Regions from separate parts of the Callithrix jacchus genome. Here region 1 is linked to region 2. The links are chromatin contacts, called in public Hi-C maps. All regions are on one chromosome and are shown on one strand. Each heading gives the region's core, a stretch centred on a gene start, on an enhancer-like site or on the middle of the called end of the contact. The rest is flanking DNA. Distances are from core to core; before and after follow the strand shown.

Region 1 (6,987 bases), core at 2,244-4,743, 170 kb after region 2:
TGTTCGCTGACCATTCTCAAATATTATCTTTAGCCCAGACCTCGCCTCTGAGCTGAGGCTGTCATGCCTTGCTGCCTGCCAGTGGCTGCACTTGGATGTCCAATAGGCATCTTAAGCTTCATATGCCCAACCCTGAGCTCCTAATCCCCTAAAACCTACTCCTTCCAGCTTCTCCCATCTCAACTGTATCTCTCCATTAGTTCAAGTAAAATGCTTATCGTTGTCCTTGATTTCTTTCTTTTTCTTGTTCTCCACCAGCAAATCCTGTCAGAGCTACCTTCAAAACACAGATGACCGCTTTTCACTACTTCCATTGCTACCGCTCTGGTCCAGTCATCTCTCACCTCCTTTATTCAGGTGGTCTCCTAACTGGGCTTCCTGCTTCTGCTTTGCCTCTTTAATCTGTTCCCCACGTAACACCCGAGTGACCCGTAAAACCCAGGGTCAGATCATGTCGGTCATCTGCTCAAAACCCTCCTTATCACTCCAGCAAAAGCCAAATTCCTAACAATGACCTACAAGGCCCTATATAATCTCTTTCATTTACATATTAAACACATTCCTGCCTTGGAGGCATTGGACTTGCTGGCCTCTAGTTGGTTCTTAACCTTTTTTGTGCATGTGCCACGGACTGTTTTCGCAGTCTGTGACACCTGTGGACTCCTGAGTACAGTATCTTTAAAGCCATAAAATAAGTTCCATAAATTATAAAGAAAACCAATTGTATTGAAATACAACTCTCAAAATATTTTAAAATATATACTATATGTGCTTCTTTATTAATTCATTAAATTACAAGAGATAAGGAGGCGGGTGGGTCATGAGGTCAGGAGATCGAGACCATCCTGGCCAACATGGTGAAACCCTATCTCTACTAAAAATACAAAAATTATCTGGGCATGGTGGCACGTGCCTGCGCGTGCCTGTAATCCCAGCTGCTCGGGAGGCTGAGGCAGAAGAATTTCTTGAACCAGGGAGTCAGAGTTTGCAGTGAACCGAGATCAAGCCAGTGTACTCCAGCCTGATAACAGAGTGAGACTTTGTCTCAAAAAAAAAAAAAATTACAAGAGCTAGCAGCATGATTTTGAAGTAGTGATGAGTAAAATGATATTTTTTCAATAAATTACTTGTGAAGTGTAATGATATTTTAAGATATTTGCAACAACTCTACTAATATCAAAATATCTGATTTCTACCAACAATAATATCACAGGTGCTGTAAATATCACTGATTTGTTATCTGTATTCATAATTGAAGAACATGCTACATTTTAATTAGTGAAAATAAAGGTGTAATTTTTTCCTCATCTAAGGTCAAGATCCTCTGAATTCTATCCACAGACCCATGGAGAGGAGAGTCTGTCGTCTCCAGGTTAAGAACAGCTGGCTTCCCTTCCCCCATGTACATACACACATACTCATATACACAGTTCGCTCCTTTACCTCCTTTTCTCAAATACTGCCTTCTCGGTGAGCCCTTCCCTGACTATTTTATTTAAAACTGCACTCCCACGTTGTGTATCACCCTTTCCTACTTAAGAGTTTCTCGACAGCACTTAATCACTTTCAAACATAATACATATTTATTTTTTGGAATTTAGAATAAAATCATGTCCAGTCTTAACCTGCTCACTCTAGCAGCTAACATTTTTACCCTTTTTTGTTTAGGCTCCAGGGTACATGTGAAGGATGTACAGGTTTGTCACACAGGTAAACGTGTGCCGCGGTGGTTTGTTGCACAGATCATCCCAACACCTAGGCATTAAGCCCAGCATCCACTAGCTATTCTTCCTGATGCTCTCCCTGTCCCGCCCCTCATTTGCTTATTTTTTCTGTATTTGTGTTTGTGTGTGCTTCGTCCCCAACACCAAGAATGGTGCCTGCCATATGGGAGGCCTGTGGAAAAAAACGAATGATTACATCTCCAAGAACTCTGTTTCTTCTCATTTCTTTCCTGTAAAAAGTTAATGAATGATTATATCCAAAGTAGGGATTGTGGAAAAAGGAAAAAAAAAAGTTAATGAATGATTTGTGAGACTTTTAATAAAGATTAAGGAGTTACAATTAGCTTTATCGTTATCATTCTGTTAAAGCTTCCAAGGTTAACCTTAAACAGCAGCAGAGAGCTGTGGGAATCCAAGGATTTTCACAGGACTTCCAGTCCTATGCAAGCGGTATTTTCAAGCGCTCATTAGAAGACCTGGGTCTCACCCCAAGTCAGTGAACCACCTCAGAGGCAAAGTGCTGCTCATAAACTTCTTTCTTGCCAAGACAGCAATCAGACCCCCATCCCTAATCAAAGCAATATTAGTAATACTTTTTCTTTCTGGCAGTGTGGTAAAATAGAAACCACATTAGGTCTTAAGGTCAGCTAGATCTAGGAGCCAACTCTGCCAGCACTTACTAGCTGTGTGGCTGTGGTTAAGTTACTAAACCTTTCTGAACAGGTAAGAAGGGGGTTAGGGGAGAAGGAGATGGAATGGCTCCCAAAGTGACCAGTACAGAGCAGGTGTACTTTAAATGGTCACCCCTCCCTCCTCCATCTCTGGAGATCATCTCTTTAGACTGTGCCACTGTAAACTGGTGCCCTCACTCCCACCCCCAGATATGTGGCCGACAGTCATCTGGACCTTGACCATCAAGCTTCGAAGAACAATTTTACCCTTCCTAAAGAAACCCACTTAGGTAGTTGGCAAAGTGCTAATGGGCACTGTGCACCCTAAGCCAGGTGCTGCTTTACACATACCACATGTATATGCACATACATACATATATGCACGTGTGCACACATGGCCTCAGGAACCCTCCAACCACCCCATTCTACCCAAGAGGAAAAAGAGTCCAAAGGAGATGAATTCACTTGCCCGCATCACACAGCTTCTGAACTGCAAAGCCAGGATTAGAACCTAAGTATTTAACTGTTTTGTTACGCACTCCAAGTCTGCAACACCTGTTTCCAGACTCTGAGCTTGGCTAGGGAAAAATCCCACCAATTGACCACTGAGAGCCACAGCCAGGTCTAACTGGGTGGTAATTCCCAGACCATCCTCTTGCCAGACAATTCTCCTCAGACTTTGTGAATGAAGGCCAAGGAAGAAGAAATGTTGCAGTGACTCCCTTTGAGCCCATATTTCTTTCTTGTTGCAAAAACTGCTTATTTCAGCATCCATCATCTCCCTCTTTGTTGGGTAGACAATCCGCCCTGTCGGAGGATTTGTGCTGTTATTATGAGTTTGTTTATTATTAGATTTATTTCTCCTATAAGCAAATGTGTTCACAACACTCCATCGGGGAATCTTCTTAATTGTCACATAAATGTCATCTTATGTAAATTGAATATTTGTCTTCCCATGGAAGGGGGTGGAGGGGAAAGAAGAATAAACAACCTTCAGTCTTGGAGAGGGAAGGCTACTCCTGTGTCCATTCACAACTCACCCACGTGCCTTCAATGCCAAAGGTGAGCTGAAAAATTATTGGATCACCTTTGAGGGGCAGTCGAGCATGAGGGGGAATAAAAAGTTGGCCACTGTGCTTTGGGGATGTTGGGCCAGGCTCCCCACAATCTGCTCCGGAGGGCAGACCACCCCCTCCCAAGCCAGAGGCATTCCGAAGAGGTTGAAGCTTGACCCCCCATCCCTCCCCAACCAGGAGGCCAGTCCTTCCCCTTCCTCGAGAGAAGGTGAGCTCGGCGGGCGCAGCGGGTTGGGTGGGTGTGGCCCGCGGCTCCGGGAACAGACCCAAGGCCCCGCCACCGCCGGCTAGCAGCCCGACAGCCCGCCCGCCTGGCGAGCGCAGGCTCTTCTTCCAGAAACTGCGAGGATCCGAGCGCACTGTTTGTGCACCACAAGGTCAAGTCGGGAAGTGGAGCCGGAGGAGGAGGGGCGAGGAGGCGAAGGGTGGGGAGAGGGGCGCCCTGCTTCCTCGCCATGTGCCAGCCTTTGGAAGTTACCCCTCGGTTTTTAACCCTTTCGGGGTAATGGGAAGAAAGAGCAAGGGGGAAGGGGTCGCCCCGGGGCAAAATCCTACTGGGGCCAGGATGTGCAGCCAGCCACCTACCCACCCTTCACTGGCTTCTCCACCCCCCGGAAATGCGGGGCAGCGCTAGGCGCCAGGAGGCACCCGGGAAGGGGGAGGGGGCGACGAGCCCCAAGGGGACCCTCTCTACGGACCGCCCCTCTTTTCTTGAGGTCGCCTACAATTTCAAGTTTCCCCCGCCCGGAATGTTAGTTTTACATTTGGAGTGGGTGCGGGGAGGAGGGCCGCGCCCCCTCCTCAAGACTCTCGTGCGCCCATCCCCTCCCCTCCTGCCAGCACTTTCTGCTCACTTCAGGCGCTGCGAAACGCCACGCGATTTATTCGATTCACATTTTAAAACCAGCGATTCAAAAGCAGGGCCTAGGGCGAGGGTCTTCCAGCGCTGGAGCCCCGGGGGGCGGGGTGCTCAGTGCAAACCTCGTTCCCTCCGCGAGTGTCGCCTCCAGGCTGTTATTTGCAAAGAAACGTCTTTTTGACGCAGGGAGAAATGGCAAATTTTAAGTACGTCATTAATATGGCGCCAAAAGATTTTTTTAAGTATAAGCTTGCTTTTTTTTTTTTTTAAGGTTGCGGGGGGCGCCGCCCGGGTCTGGGGCGCGTAGGGGGCGGGGTGTGAGCAGAAAGTGTGAGTGAAAGAGTGGAGGGGCGGGGTATGTGTGTGAGTGTGTGAAGTGTGAGCAGACCTGATGGGACTTGCATGGGCGCAGCCGCCGCTCGGGCCCGGCCCTGGGGACGGGGCGGGCTAGGGGCGCCCCAGAGTCCATGGGGAGTCCGGGCCCAGGGTGCCGGCAGGCGTGGTGGGGGCGCGGCGAGGCAGGGCACCCTCCCCCCCACCGGGCCCGCAACGCTACCTGGACTGCCCGCCCGAGCCAAACAACTGGGGGGGGGGGAGCGGCGACGGGGGTGTCGGGAGCGGAGATCAGAGTGAATAAGAAAAAAGTGGCTACTCCCCCTCCCTCGCTCCTCTGCCCGCCCCCACCCCACCCCCACCCCAACACATTTTTTTTTTCTAAAGAGATCACAAGGAAGTCTTGGTTTAAAAAGAAACAGAAACATACACAGGGGGTTGGTGAATGGTGCCGACTGCGGCCATCGCAGTTGGAGGCTATTTTTTGGGGGGGTGAGTAGCGTCTATGGAGTTACTTTGCGCCCACTCCTAGTGGTACCCGCTCAGGTCTGGCGGGCTGACTGTCCCCGGCGGGGGGCGTGGGGCCGGGGACGCCACGGGCCCCACCGCCTCCCTCGCCGCGACCCCGGATGGATGAGCGCCCCCCGCCCTCCCGCGCCGGCCCCAGGAGCTCCCGGCTTCGGGAGCATCCTTCCCGCGCCGGTCCCTGCAGCGGCGCGTAGCCGCGGGCAGCGCCCCTCAGGGGGGTACCGCGGAGCAAGGTAAGATCCAGCCCCCGGCGGATGGGCCCTGCGCATCTCCACGACATTATTTGGTGTTTTTGCAACAGATCTGCCAGCGCTCCTCGCTCCCTCGCTCTCTTGCTCGCTCGCTCCCTCTCTCTCCTGCTGGCTGCCTGTTCTAGGAAGCCAGCGCGGAGGGGGGGGAATGCACAGCACAGGGGAGAGAGATTGCGCATGTTGGTCAGTCGTGTTTTAAAGAGTACAGTGCGGGGAGGCTGAGAGGGGCGCATGCAGCAACAACTTTTGGAAGGGTGAGCTTGGCGACCTTCTTTATTAATGACTGCGGCAAAGCGCCCCCGGGCCGGAGGGGGCGCGGGCGGGCGGGGGCGCGCCTGGGCTGCAACTTGCCCCGCGGGCTCCGGCCGGGCGTAGGGGCTGCGGCGGGAGATGGGTACGGTGGGGAGGTTGAGTGGCCAGGGCGGGGGCTCTGAGAACCGGGAGCTATCTGTTCTCCTGTCTCCCCGAGTTTCATTTTGTTGATACGCAGCACGTCTGGGCGCCGAACCGGGCTGAGCCGGTGCACATGACCTCGCGCTGGGCTCACGTGCAGCCGGTCCGGTCCCAGACACCTTCCGGGGGCCACCGCCTCCGCCCTGTCGCCCCCTCTCCCGGCCCGGTGCACGCGGGCGCTGCACGCGGGGGCAGCATGCTCGGCTCCTGGGCTTGGAGGCTCTGCACAAATTAGACAGTTTTTTGGAGGGGCGGGGGCCACCCTTTCCAGGTGAGTATGGAGGGTGCGGAGCCTCGGCGCCAGGGGCGCGGACTGGGGTCGGGAACAGCCCCCACCTCCCGGGCCGCGCGGGAGTCCGGCGGGGGAGAGGCGCTGGGAGAGTGGAAATGTACCGGCGGCGGCCGGAGTGGCGGGTGCGCGCCCGCGGGGCGACGGCAGGGGGCGTGGCCCTTGTTTACCTTCTCCCAACTCTGCCGGTTCGCGTCCCGCTTCAGGGACGGATCCGCAGTCCCCTGCCCTCTGCCCCTGCGCCCTGGGTGTTACTAGGAAGATGCAGGCTTGTGACGGACCCTATTTGGGACGCACACACCTGACTCAAATGAGTGACATTGCAGCCTCCGCCCCCACCAAGCACTGCTGCAGTCCCTGTGCCGGATCCCCGGCCCCGCCCCGCCCCCGGCAGTGGCATCTTCCCGGCCTCACCTCCTTCCTCCCTCTCCCTCCCTTCTTCCCACCCACTCGCCTGCGCCTGCGGAGCGGGGCCCGCCCGCCTCCTCCCTGCCTGGGTGCAGAGTTGTGGCTCCCCATGGTTTCTTCCCGCCCATCCCTGGGTCCTGAGACACCCTCTCTTCTCGGCCAATGGATGAGAGGGGTCAACTTGGCGATTCTCAGCTGTTCTGCCGGAGGATGGGAATGCCTGCGAGACAGCCAGGAAGGCTTCACTGTAGCTTCCAGAGGCCCAGCCCTGTCCCCTACTGCACACGCTACCCACCCCCCTCCTCCCGCCCCGAGGCTCGGCTGCTCTTCCCGGCGTCTCTTAAACCCTTCCCCCGACCGGAGCGTCAAGCCCACCCACCTCCCGGCGCCGCCCC
Region 2 (7,116 bases), core at 2,397-4,896:
AAGAGTCCTCGGCAATGGGGTGGGCAGTACAGGTTACTGTCGCAGCTGAGCCTCCTCACAAGGTTACTTTTGAATGGAGGTGATGAGCGTCCTCATTTTTTTTTTTTTTTTTGAGACAGCCCTGTTGTGTTGCCCAGGCTGGAGTGCAGTGGCGCAATCTTGGCTCCCTGCAATCTCCAACTCCCGGGTTCAAATGATTCTCCTGCCTCAGCCTCCCGAGTAGCTGGGATTACAGGCATGCGCCACCATGCCCGGCTAATTTTTGTATTTTTAGTAAAGACAGCGTTTCTACCATGTTGGCCAGGCTGGTCTCGAATTCGGACCTCAGGTGATCTGCCCGCCTCGGCCTCCCAAAGTGCTGGGATTACAGGGGTGAGCGGCCACGCCTGGCCAACATGGTTCTTAAAAACTTCTTGAACACGTGCCATATGCCTTTTAATTTTTTCTGTTAGTAATCTTTAAAAAAAAAAAAAAGAACCCTCCCTCACAACATGTCAAACTTCTAGGCAAGCAAGTAATTCGAAGGGTTCTACTATATTGGAAGTGATGTACAAGGGCACAGAAATAAAGATGCCGGAGTCTAATTGCTTAAGTAGACAGAGTTCAGCTGAAGTGACAGTCCCTAATGAATAACCACCACATCACTAGAGCAAGTCCCTAAGGAGTGCTTTTTTTTTTTTTTTTTGAATAGAGCTCTTTTTTTCTTTTTTCTGTAAAAAAAAGTCAGCCCTGTTCACGCCACTGCACTCCAGCCTGGGTGACAAAGCAAGACTGTCTCAAAAAAGAAAAAGAAAAAATTTTCCCAGGAGAAAAATGAACCAAATGGAGTCCCTTCCCTGCCCTCAGTGAGTTCATAATCCAGAGCTACAGAATTGATAACAGCATACAATTGATAGCTTTAAAATTATTCCTTCTACAAGTAGGTTGTGGCAGGCCTGGTTAACCAGGACAGCCAGTGATTCTTGCTAATACACAATTGTAAGACTTTATGATGCAGATTCACTGAATTAATCAAAGTGTTATTTCATTTTGGAAAATAAACTGTTTCCAAAACAATTGTAAATCCCTGTAGTCACTGAATTCCTTATCTCTGTTGCCTCCAGTTCCCATCTTCAGTATTTCGTTGGTCAGTCAAGAGGATTCTGAGCACATTTGTATCCATTTAGGAAATTCTTCAGCTCAACAGGGAAAGGGAGGGAGGGAGGAAGACCTCACCATTTTCCTAATCTTGCCCATAGTTCCATGGAACCAGAAAAGGTTAACTTTTTCCACTTTCCTTGTACCTCCCTTTCTGCAAACCCTGAATTGTTTCTGCTTTCAGTGACTGCCTTAACTGGTAAATTATAAGGTGTTTTTGTTTTTGTTTTTGTTTTTTTTTGTCAAGGTCTCAGTGGCACGATGATGGTTCACTGCAGCTTCAACTTCCTCGGCTCAAGCGATCCTTCTGCCTCAGCCTCCCAGGTTGCTGGGACTACTGGTGTATGTCACCACGCCTAGCTAATTTTACTTTTTGCAGAGACAGGATCTCCTGTTTTGCACAGGCTGGTCTCAAACTTATGGCCTCCCAAAGTATTAGGATTACAGGCATGAGCTTATGTCTCAGCTCATGCCGAATATTTTTAAGATACAGTTTCTCTTGACCATTTTTCTCCATGTAACCTTACATGTGTATCTTTCTCTTTTGTTATCGGAAGGGTTAGGACTGCAATGGCAGAAAGGCAAAAAAATTAAGAATATTCAGCTTTTGACTTAGAAAACACATTGTGAAATGTTTAACAGGACCTATCAAGAGTTAGGCCTGCCTAACTCGATTACCGAGGCAGTCACTGGAAGCAGAGAGAGAATTCAGGGTTTAAAGAGGAAGATGCAAGGAAAGTCGGAAAAGTTAACTCTGCTTCCATGGAACTATGGGCAAGGTTGAGGCAATGCTAAGGTCTTCATTCCACCTTCCCTTTCCCTGTTGAGCTGAAGGATTCCTCAGTACTCAGAGTCCTTAGTATAACAAAGTCCTGAGGGTAGGAACTGGAAGCAATAGAGGGAAGGACAGTAACTACAGAAAATATTCAAGGTCTGTGGGAGATCAACACTTTTGAACCCCCCTGGTGATGGGGGGGCACTTCTGGCCCATTTGCACTTTACTTGCTAGTGTAGAAAACCTAAAGTTATCTCAGGCTAGATTTATTTTTTTGTTTTGTTTTGTTTTGAGACAGAGTTTTGTTCTTGTTACCCAGGCTGGAGTGCAACGGCGCAGTCTCGGCTCACTGCAGCCTCCACCTCCTGGGTTCAAGCAATTCTGCCTCAGCCTCCCGAGTAGCTGGGACTACAGGCGCACGCCACCATGCCCAGCTAATTTTTGTATTTTTAGTAGAGACGGTGTTTCACCTTGTTGACCAGGATGGTCTCGATCTCTTGACCTCGTGATCCACTCGCCTCAGCCTCCCAAAGTGCTGGGACTATAGGCGTGAGCCATCGCACCGGGCCTTCAGGCTAGATTTATAACCCTCACTCATATCTACAGGAGCTCTCCCCCAGGTATAAATCATATTTGTAGGTTTCTTTGACAACCAACCACTCATTGATAAGCCTGGAAGTCTGCAACCCCACATTCCTTAAAAATATACAATGGTACAACCCCCTATAGGCAAGTCCCGGACTCTGACACATATCTTCAAATGAAAGCAGACCCAGAAAGGAAAAACTGCATAATACACCATCCTTTAATGTTTGCCCAAAATTTTCAATACTAGAAACCCCACTGCAAAGCTGAAAGACTATTTGGTAGCTTCAAGGAAGCATTGCAGGATATTGTTGTGTGGGCCTCAACATTCAATGCTGCCTTAGAAGATCGTGCAATACCCTTCTTGCCCCAATAGCAGAGTTGATAAGCCACTGAACCAACCAGAGGGGAATTATTTTTGGTCCCGGTTTAAAGAAAACAAAACGTGACTCATGCCTGTAATCCCAGCACTTTGAGAGACCCTGCCTCTACAAAATGTAAAATAAATAAATAATTTTAAAACCCTCAAAAAAAAAAACAAAACAAAACAAAACAAAACAAGCTGTTGATTCTGCCATGATCTCTTGGGTAATGATGTCTCTAACCTGTAATAAACAGGAAACAACTAATAAAGGTGTAATCTCCCTTGAACCAGCTTCATAGAGCTGGCTGAAACTCACATAGAGGCGAGGCTTTCACGTGACCCATTCTAAAGGCGTCATAGGGACACGTGGTTCTAGATACTTCTCCCCCTCCCCCTCAGGGGTGGATTGTTGACAAGGCCACGGTCAGTCACGTGATCTTACGTCATCCCACCTCCTTTCCCTGAAATCTCTGGCCCGGATGAGTCCCCCCTCTCTCCACCCCGCCGAGTCTAAACTAATGACGGGGAGGGGGACAGATAGTGTTTCGGTTCCGTGGTCTCTGAATCCACAACCTCTAGTGTAAGCACAGAGTACACAAACTTGCCGATCATTTCAGGAAGCCCAGGCTGAACCCAGCCCCGCAGAAGGGCTCGGAGAACGCGCGCTCCAGCGTCCCGCCCCCTCCTCCCCCAACGCTCTTCCGTGGTAGCGGCGGAGGGCGGAGGGATCCGGAGGGCGGAGGGATCCGGAGGCGGCGGAGGGAGACGTCATTGCAGGGTTGTTTGTCAGTCTCGGCGACGGCAGCAGCGGCAGCTACCCACAGTGATTTGGCCGCCGCGCCGGGGGGTGGGGGGGCTGCGCGGGACTCTTTTCTTTCAGACTGACCGCGGGGCAGCTGGGGAGCATGTCGACCCCGGCCCGGAGAAGGCTCATGCGGGATTTCAAGCGGTAAGGGCCTTCACGTCCGCCTAGATGACGGCCCCTCAAAGCTGCGGGGCTGCAGGGTGGGGATCCCGGACACCTTCCCCTTGTGACCCTCCGAGGGCCGGCTGTGGGCCCAGCAGAACTGGCAGAAGCCGGGTCCTAGCCTCGGCTTCCACTACCTTATCCTTGCCTCTCGTTTTGGCGGCCGAATAAATTTCGATACTCCTCCTACCCCCAAAAAGTAAAACGGTGTCGATCGACTGGCCTAGGGTTCCCTGCTGCCCTTTTCGGCCAGCTGCCCGGCGATCAGATTTCCTCCACCCGCCCCTGCACCCTGCGGCGCCCCCTTCTTGTCCTCTTAAAGTAAGCTCCTGCGGGAGTTTGTTCCTCGCCGGCTGCACCGGTCAGCTTTGTTTCACTGCCCCGCCGTCTTCTCCGAGGAGCCGGGTTGGGGCGAAACCCCCCGCACCACGCCCCGGTCCTTTCCATTTCTACCGTGAGGGTGGGGTCCAGTGCGTGAGGCCCGGAGCTTAACCCATCCCCCGAAACCCGACTCTGTCCCCGCCCGCCTGAAAGGACCTTGGGAACCGACTTAGAGATCTGGGACCTCAGAGCTGGCCACCCCGGCTGCCAGTGCCTTCTGGAACTCAGCTCTGGCTGGTGAAGAAAGCCCTATCTATAGCCTCCCGAGTCTGGAAAAATGCCTTCCCTTAGACGGGCGCTAATTTGATACTCCCTGGGCCTCCTTTGGTAAATAAATAGGGTTTTAACTGTTAGGAGGTATTGGGGTTGTGAGAAAGAGAATGATTAGTCCGTCGTTTGCCTTTAATTGGATACTTAGAGACATAGAAAAACATGTGAGAAAACAGCATTTTGATAACTCTGCACGTTTTTCTTAAAATTTTTTTTGGGGATACCTGCCCTAATTGAGACAAAATATCTGGCCTAAAAACTTAGATTTGTCGCTCAGGAAGTCGCCTCTCAACTCAGCCATTATAAAGCCTATGTGAAGCATTTGGAAGCCATCCATTGTTTTGGGCTTTGGCCAACTTATTTAATTCATTGGTAGCTTCTCTTAGCCATTTAAAGGTAGGCGTCAAGCAGTGCAGTTCTTGTGAGGCTTCTGTTCGTGGCGGCCTAATTTGCTTGAAATTGACTAAAAACCTTTTTTTTTTTTAATGTGGACTAGTTGCAAAGTGTGATGCCCCATGAAAACGACTGCATATGTATTTGTGTGTATAATGTAGCATTTTTAATTGACACTACAGTCTCTGAAAGGAGATGCCCTTTTTTGTGCAAAAGTTATCTTTCTAAAGCTTGAAATTAGTGTATTTGCTTGGCACTTGTGACTAAAATTCAAATAGCAATTTAGTTCACGTCATTGTCTCCCTGGCTCCTTACTGTAATGCTCTGCTTAATTCTGAGTTGAGTATATGACACCTTTTGAAGTTTTCCAAAGGTCTGCAGGTTATAAGAATTTGAGGAATGTTGGAAAGCCTTGTATTGAGTCTCCTGATCTGAGAGGTAGATTTGGTGTTAGTGCAGAGCCTTAAAATAGGGACTGGCAGAAAACCTACTGATTACTTTTTAAAGCCATTGCCGTTTGAAGCAAAAGGGATAAAGTAAATCTGCCTAATACTAGTTTTGTAATTAACGTGTTTTCAGTCATTAGTGTTTACACTGAGGTTTGCTTTTCTTTTTTTAGCCATTTTGCAGAAGTACCTGTGGTTAAGACACACAGTCTTTGGATGGTTAGAGCAGCAAAATCGATGGTTCTGTAAAAATATTATTTGCTTTTGAGTTTTTAAACTTTTTTTTGGTTTAAGAGGACAGTCTGTATGCATCAATTCTTGAAGAGATAATAATCTTGATAATATTGAAAAAGGGATGATTCTCAAGCCTTTTACATTTTTAGATAATTTGGAGAGGTATTTAATAAGTGTATATACCTGGTTAATATATTTAAGTCATAGGGTTCATTTTAGTTCACAGTAACAAGGAAATGGAGTTAGTCCCTGTGTCACAATAGATGGTATAGTGTCTGTAGGTGTTTATGTGGCCTCCTTAGTGGCCTTAATGTTCAACTTTTTAAATTACCACTCCGGATTTCTAGGTTACAAGAGGACCCACCTGTGGGTGTCAGTGGTGCACCATCTGAAAACAACATCATGCAGTGGAATGCAGTTATATTTGGGTGAGTTGAAAGGTTTATAATAGGTGTGTGTTGAATCTTTAAGTGAATATATAACAACTGCCTAGGAAAAGAAACTGGGGTGGATTGAGAGATCTTCAGGACTAAAACTACAAGATAAATTAGAAAAAAATTTTTTTAATTAGAATTTTAGCTCATGCCTAGGAGGATCGCTTGAACCCAGGAGTTCATCACCAGCCTGAGCAATATAATGAAACAGTGAGTCTCTCTCTCCCTGCCCCCCAAAAAAAGGAGTTTTGGCCCAGCCTGGGCAACATAGTGAGACCTCATCTCTACAAAAAGTATAAAACTAGCTGGGCATAGTGGTGCACACCTGTGGTCCCAGCTACTTGGAAGGCTGAGGCAGGAGGATCACTTGAGCCCAGGAATTTGAGTGCCATGATTATGCCACTGCACTCCAGCCTGGGCAGCAGAACCAAGACCCTTATGTTTCAAAAAAAAAAGGAAAAAAATTTCAGCAGTTATATACAATTTATTTGCTCTTTTATTATAGGGTTTTATAATCACTTCAGGTTTTACTTTAAAATACTATTCAAAACTATATGGAATGGAATAATAAAGGAGAAAATATAAATTATTTTGTATAAAATATACCATGCAAATGCTTTAATTCTGTTGGAGCTATTACAAGATTTGGAACCAAAAATATTAAGAACTTCTACTGTGGCAAGTATTTAAGTGAAAAGGATTCACAGCCCGGTGTGAAGTAGCAGAATGCAGCCATTTGAGGAGTTGTAAATTTTACGTACTATATATGTTGCATATATGCTTTTTAATTTAAATTTTCCTTATGCTTTTTCTTTGGTTTTTCTAGACTTGATCTGTTTTTTCTTTCATTCCTTTGAAACTCGAGATATGCATTAAAAAGTAAAAGGAATATGTTGATAAACAGAATTCTGATACTCCAGTTCAGCTACAAGAGTCTACATTTAAAGACTAGTGGAAAATGAGTGAGGTTCACCCTCATAAAGCACTTCTGTTATATTCAGGGTATTATCTGGCTACTTTGAGATCCTGAATATGCCTTGCAAGTAATAATTAAACCTTGTGCTGCTGCTTAGGAAGTATGAAATTGGGATGTGGTGGCAAGGATCTGAACAAGAGAATCTGGCTTTTTG

Evidence for each region. Hi-C and Micro-C count contacts between places; a contact is called where the count stands out from the background.
Region 1: a Hi-C map of skeletal muscle shows a contact between it and region 2, with 5 times the contacts expected there. The contact joins the promoter of JADE2 here to the promoter of UBE2B in region 2. A contact is called at or near these places in 2 of 3 Hi-C or Micro-C datasets (both in skeletal muscle).

Annotation. Positions count from the first base shown.
Region 1 is chr2:32,923,657-32,930,643 of calJac240_pri, forward strand. It overlaps JADE2 (jade family PHD finger 2), which reads left to right and starts at 3,494. Exons shown (of 12, transcript XM_035284880.3): 1 at 3,494-3,679. It overlaps LOC103789122, which reads right to left. Exons shown (of 5, transcript XM_035278948.3): 2 at 6,972-6,987; 3 at 6,639-6,812; 4 at 6,355-6,466; 5 at 5,627-6,117. The coding sequence ends at 5,627.
Region 2 is chr2:32,756,216-32,763,331 of calJac240_pri, forward strand. UBE2B (ubiquitin conjugating enzyme E2 B) reads left to right here and starts at 3,647. Exons shown (of 5, transcript XM_008984915.6): 1 at 3,647-3,810; 2 at 5,900-5,980. The coding sequence starts at 3,767. It overlaps CDKL3 (cyclin dependent kinase like 3), which reads right to left and starts at 3,592. Exons shown (of 13, transcript XM_078359378.1): 1 at 3,178-3,592.